2 separate regions of the Hordeum vulgare genome follow, and region 1 is linked to region 2. Evidence: chromatin contacts called from public Hi-C data. All regions are on one chromosome and are shown on one strand. The core of a region is the stretch at or near the end of the contact, and the rest is flanking DNA. Distances in the headings are between cores, read along the strand shown.

Region 1 (2,781 bases), core at 154-2,653, 540 kb before region 2:
GATGGTGCCGTGAGACGTTTATGCCATGCCGCGGGAGCTATATCTGGATTTACACAATATAGAAACTCTTCACTCTGAAGGGAATTGCTCTTCGCGCTAACATTTGGGAAGGCCTATTAAAAAACTTTTAAAATAAAGGGAGGGGGAAAAGAAAGCGCTCCGAGGATTCGAACCGTGAATGTCGTGGTTACTTCGTACAAATAGCAAGTACGCCATGGCCATGTTTGTGTTTGTTATATACCGGCGACGTACTTGATCTAAAATAGCAAGTTTTCTCCATCAAATTTTTTTGCTTTCTGTATTGTTTTTGTTTTGAAGCCGGTTTTCTTGTTTTTTCTCTCTATTTTCATTGGGTTCTTTTTTTTCTATATTTTGTGTTTCTTTCTTGGTTTTTGTTGGCATTTTTTGTTTTCTCTATTTTCTCTTCGCTCTTTTATTTGTAATTTTTTATCTCTTTTTCTATTCTCACGGTTTTCACTGTTTTTCTATATACACTTCTGGTATATATCTAATACATTTTTTCTTATAAATATTCAACATTTTCCAAATACAAAATCAACATTACTAAATACATTGTCAATAGTTTTTGAATACATGGTGAACACTATTTCTATACAGATTCATTATATTTTCTAAAGTTGTGTTAATATTTTTATATAAAAATTGTATTTTTTAATAATGGTCATCATTTTTTCAGTAAACATTTATCATTTTCAAAATACAAGTTTTAACATTCTAATACATGGTAAACATTTTTCCTATAAACATTTAAGATTTTTCCAACACAAGTTCACCATTTTTTCAATATATGGTCAACATTTTGTGTATACAGACTCATCATTTTCCAAATATAAGTATAACATGTTTTCTACACACAATTTAAAATTTCAAAGACAAGTTCAATTTTTTAATAGAAGATCAATATTTTTTCTATATGCATTTAACATTTTTCAAATAAAATTTAATGTTTTTTAAAGACGTGATCAACATTTTTTATATACGCATTTCACAGTTTTAAAATGTAAGTTAAATATTTTTTGAACAATTAGTTCACATTTTTCTAAAATTGTGGATCAACATTTTTAAATACATGGTCAATATTTTCTATACACATTTCAGGTTGTGTATTTTTTGTATACATTTTTTGATTATGTGATTAAAACTTTCTCTATGCACACTTAACATTTTTCAAATGCTTAGTCAAACACTTTAAAATATATTTTTAGAGTGTTTTTTAATACACATACACATGCATTTTGAATGTTTATACTATAAACAAAAGTAAAACGATAAAGCAAAAAAGAACACAGAAAACGTAGGAACAAAAACAAGGTTGTGGCCCTTGCATGCCTGGCCTGGGCCAATTCGCCCTCCCCTTCAGCGATGGGCCGTAGCTCTCGCTGAGTGCGAGATATGGGGTCGCTCTTGATCTAGGCCCGTAGCTCCAGTTAAGGCGACTCGTGTGTGTTTATTCAAAATCATTAATAGAGGAGCACCCATTTCAGAGATAACTTCCAGCTTCTCTGACGCACTGTATGTGTGCTACTTCTCCCAACCTAGAAGTTTTTTATTTTTTTGTGGATCCGTTATTTTTAAAATATTTTATCTTTTAAACCGCGAGTCCAAATGTTGAACTATTTTCTTTATTGAATTCCTCACGTTCAGATCTTTAAAACTAGATTCCGTGTTGATAAATTTTGACAAACTTTTCTCATAAAAAATAGACAAAAAAACCGCGATTCCCTCAAAAGAAAAAATAACATATTTTTATGTTTTTAAGAGGCACGGTCGTGCCCCTCGCGGAAGAAAACCTATGCCTCTAGCGAAATCAAAACCGTGCCCCTTACAAAAGAAAATAAAACAGAAAACCTGTATTTTTTGTTTCCGAGAGGCACGGTTGTACCTCTCGCGAAATCAAATCCATGTCTCTTGCGTAAGAAAAGAAAATAGAAAATGCATTTTGTTTCTAGACCCTCTCATAAAAAAAAATTTGATCCTCTCGTAGAAGCAAATTCATGTTTCCTGAGAAAGGAATAAAAAAAGAAAACCAATCTTTTTTTACCGTGCATCTCGCGAAAGAAAAATCATGCTTTACAGAAAAAACGGATGTTTCTTCATGCAAAAAATGTTTTTCTGAAAAAAATTTCGTTCAAAAGCAAAGAAAGACCCGTGGAAAACGAAAAAGCCAAGAAATAACATAAAAATGAAAAATACGTGCAAAAGAAATAAAAAATAAATAAATCTAAATAAAACATTCAAAAAGCGACACGTGGCAACGTATGAAAGTGAACGTTAGGAGGCTCCTCAAAAAATGCTCGCCGACTAGTTTATTAAAAAAGTCTAACAATGAGTAGTGGCGTAGCTAGCTTGGTGAGCCAGGGTGGTTCTATAATAAAATTTTCATGTAATTTTCTGCATTGTAAAAAATATATATCTTTTTTCTATCGTATATATTGGCTATGGTGGAATTTCAGGATGGTCCATGGACCACCCTGTCCACCCCCTAGCTACGCCACTGACAATGAGTTTGTTGCAGCTCAACTACCCATGAATACCAGGATGCGCGGATTGTTTCTACCTTGCATTAAGCGATATATAGCCGCGCCTGCTTGCGAAGGGCCACACTGGGAGGAATGTTGTCTTACATGGGTAGGCCCAGTTAGCTTCCTTTTCCGGACGTATATGCAACTTCCTGTAGCTTTTGAACTTTTTTGTCTTTATTTATTTTATAGTTTTAGTAAAAAAATTCTTTTTTGTTGCACCCTTTTAATTCATGTTTTT
Region 2 (2,946 bases), core at 228-2,727:
CCACACACTTATGTTGATTCCTTCTGGCCCGCAATTAACTTGGGCCGAGAATACACTAAGGGCCAGTTCTTTTCCAGCTTATTTTAGCTTAATGTCAAAATAAGGCAAGAGTCCAAAAGAACTTGATTTGTATAAGCTAGCTTAACTTATTTCCATCGGAGTCCCCTTTGCAATGGAAAAAAAGTTGGGGGGAGCAGCTTCCCGCACAAGCTCACTTAGAAGCGAAGGGGTATAATCCGTTGCCCCTCGTTTCGCACTAATTACAATAAGTCTACCACCGAACCCAACCCCTCGTCCCACCACAAAAAATGAATCGAGCCGCTCCAATATGGCGGACCACCAGGGCTCCACTACGGCGGACGACGTCCAACTTCGGCTCACGACCCACTCCAGCAAAGGACCCCCGTCCCTTGCCCTACTTCGACGGACGACCCACTCCAGCTCCACTTCAAGGATATTACAGACTTCGCATTACTCATACCATATATAAGCTAGAAAAACATGCACCAAAAAGACCTGACTAGCTTAAGCTTATTTCCACCCAAGCTCTTTTGGAGCTTATTCTCGAAATATCCTATCTGCCGCTTGTTGCATCAAGTAGTCGGCGCTTCGCATACGCGAGCGCGACCGAGCAACGACGCAACGGCCCAACCCATATAACTGCTCGAGCGTTCCGGTTTTGGGAACCTTCTAGAGGTTTCAATCGGTTTTTCTGGTTTTGGAAAACTTTTAGAAGGTTCCCTGAACCGTTTTTTTTCTTCTTCTTTTCCTTTTTATTTTTTCTGTTTTTTTCCGTTTCTCTTTTAAAATATGTTCTTGATTTTCAAAAAAGTTCTTCAAATTAGAAAAATGTTCTTGCTTTTAGAAAACTGTTCTCAATTTTGTAAAATGTTTTTGGATTTCCAAAAAGTGTTCTTGGTTTTAAAAAAAAATCTGAATTTTTGAAAAATGTTTTAGAATTTGAAAAAATGTTCCGGAATTTGAAAAATATTCCAGATTTTCAAGTAAATGTTCTGGTATTTGAAGAAATGTTCCAGAATTTAAAAAATATTACAGAATTTGAAAAAATGTTCCGGAATTTGAAAAAATATTCCAGAATTTTTAGAAAATGTTTCAGAATTTGAAAAAATGTTCCTAAAATTTTAAAATTGTTCCATAATTTTTATCTCAATTTTTCGATTTCTTTTATAAAATATTCCTAAATTTAAAAGAATGTTCTGGAATTTTTAGCTAAATGTTTCGGATTTTATCCTTTGTATTCTGTTAGTGGGCCGGCCCTGTCGCGATTCCTCGGTGCGTCCGCGCGCTGCTGGACGCAAAGAGCGTCCAATAGGACCTCCCCTTATTCTCAGAATAGCTTATTTGCACGGGAGAACTCAAAAGAACTGGCCCTAATACTGCAGCCCACCAAAACGAGAACGCGTGGCTCGCCTGCTCGGGCCCAACCAGGACTTAGTCGTTTACTCGCAGCAGTCGCAGTCTTCACCTTCCGGGAAACAAATCCCACCGACCTTGATAGATTGCCGTCTCCCTACCCCTCCCCTTCTTCACCAGCCAGCCAGCCAGCTCCGGCCAAATCCCGATCGCGATGAACACGTCGCAGTTCATGGACAAGCAGATCCTCGGGCTCGCGGCGTCGGGCGCGGCGTCGTCGCCTCCCTCCGGCGGCGGCGGCGGCGGCGGCCAGCTGTTCGATCTGATGGGCCCCAACCCGCAAGAGGACGACGTGGTGGAGAGCCATGGCCTCCACGCGCGTCGCGGCGCCAGTGCCACGGAGGAGGTGATGGTGCCCAGCTACGACTTCCAATCCATCCGCACCGCCGCTGCCCCGGTTGCCCCTGCACCGGCTGCGGCGAACGCTTGGGGGTCGCTCGACGCCAATGCCGCGTCCCCCAAACTTAAGGTAATACTACTTGGCCACCTTCAGTCCGACACTGCTGTTCATAGATCTGTTCATCGACACTAGTATTTGCTAGCTAGTGCTGGTCTGAATTCCGTTACGTCCATAAATCGAATCGATGTGGTTGCTCTTTTGGCACCATTTGATTCAGATAGAAAAGGGAAAAGTAGCCCTAGTGGTTGTAGTTCCGGTGCTTGTGAAGGCTGATGAATATCCATGACACTATGTCAAGGTTTTTGTAGTTACTCTTAGGATGGTTGCAGATGCTGCTCTTGCAATGGCCCTAAGTTTACAACTTATTGCTGATTTATGCTCTTTATGGTTGACTGCTTACTCCTTCTCATAGTCTTATATGCCTCATATTGATGTACCTAAATCGGTTAATGTTCAACATCACTTTAGTGGGAGTGTATATAGCAAAGTAAATATCAAAACATGGTCTGCCACCTAACCAAGTTACGCAACTTTGCATTTGCGGGCATGCTTAAGATGTTCCCCGTGCACGTTGGAAGAAAAATGGTAGTGGCACATCATGAATCCATGTCCCTTGGCGCAATTCCGTGAGCTGCATTTATGGTAACTATGAAAAAAGTGTGCATGTGTGTGAAGTTTTAATCATGGGTTAGAGAGATAGTTAGGCAGCAGTAAACAGGTATCTCCAGAGCTGCAGGATGGACCATTGGGCCATGTCATTAATTATTCTACCAATCTTACTGGGCAGTCGAGCTCCAGCATGTTCCATGTTATATTTGTGCATGCAAAGTTATTAGTACTATATTTTTCAACATTTTTCTTATGTACACAGTGGTAGCTGTATACAAAAAAGTGGTAGGCTATGCAATTTAATTGGCAACTGATTGAGTATAAGAATCAGCACAGGCACACTGGGATCTTATGTACCCATTCACCGTATATGCTTCTGTAGCTGTATGCAGTATTAATAACCAATCAAAGAGGTTTTTTAATTCTTTATTAGTTGTTGTGATGCATGATTGTTATCACTTCATATCACCTCACTGGTGTTGTCTTTCCTTGTGATATCTGTA

Evidence for each region. Hi-C and Micro-C count contacts between places; a contact is called where the count stands out from the background.
Region 1: a contact with region 2 is called in a Hi-C map of leaf, with 7 times the contacts expected there. The contact joins the enhancer-like site here to the promoter of LOC123426597 in region 2. A contact is called at or near these places in 2 of 6 Hi-C or Micro-C datasets (leaf and seedling).

Annotation. Positions count from the first base shown.
Region 1 is chr1H:114,501,008-114,503,788 of MorexV3_pseudomolecules_assembly, reverse strand. No RefSeq gene overlaps it. Among protein-coding and RNA genes, the nearest start is that of LOC123407856, 110 kb to the right of the region's middle. Within about 2 kb of position 1,403, at least 3 of the 3 cell types and tissues checked have open chromatin away from gene starts, as enhancers often do. A contact at or near this core is called in leaf and seedling, where this site is marked.
Region 2 is chr1H:113,960,499-113,963,444 of MorexV3_pseudomolecules_assembly, reverse strand. It overlaps LOC123426597, which reads left to right and starts at 1,477. Exons shown (of 6, transcript XM_045110468.1): 1 at 1,477-1,903. The coding sequence starts at 1,589.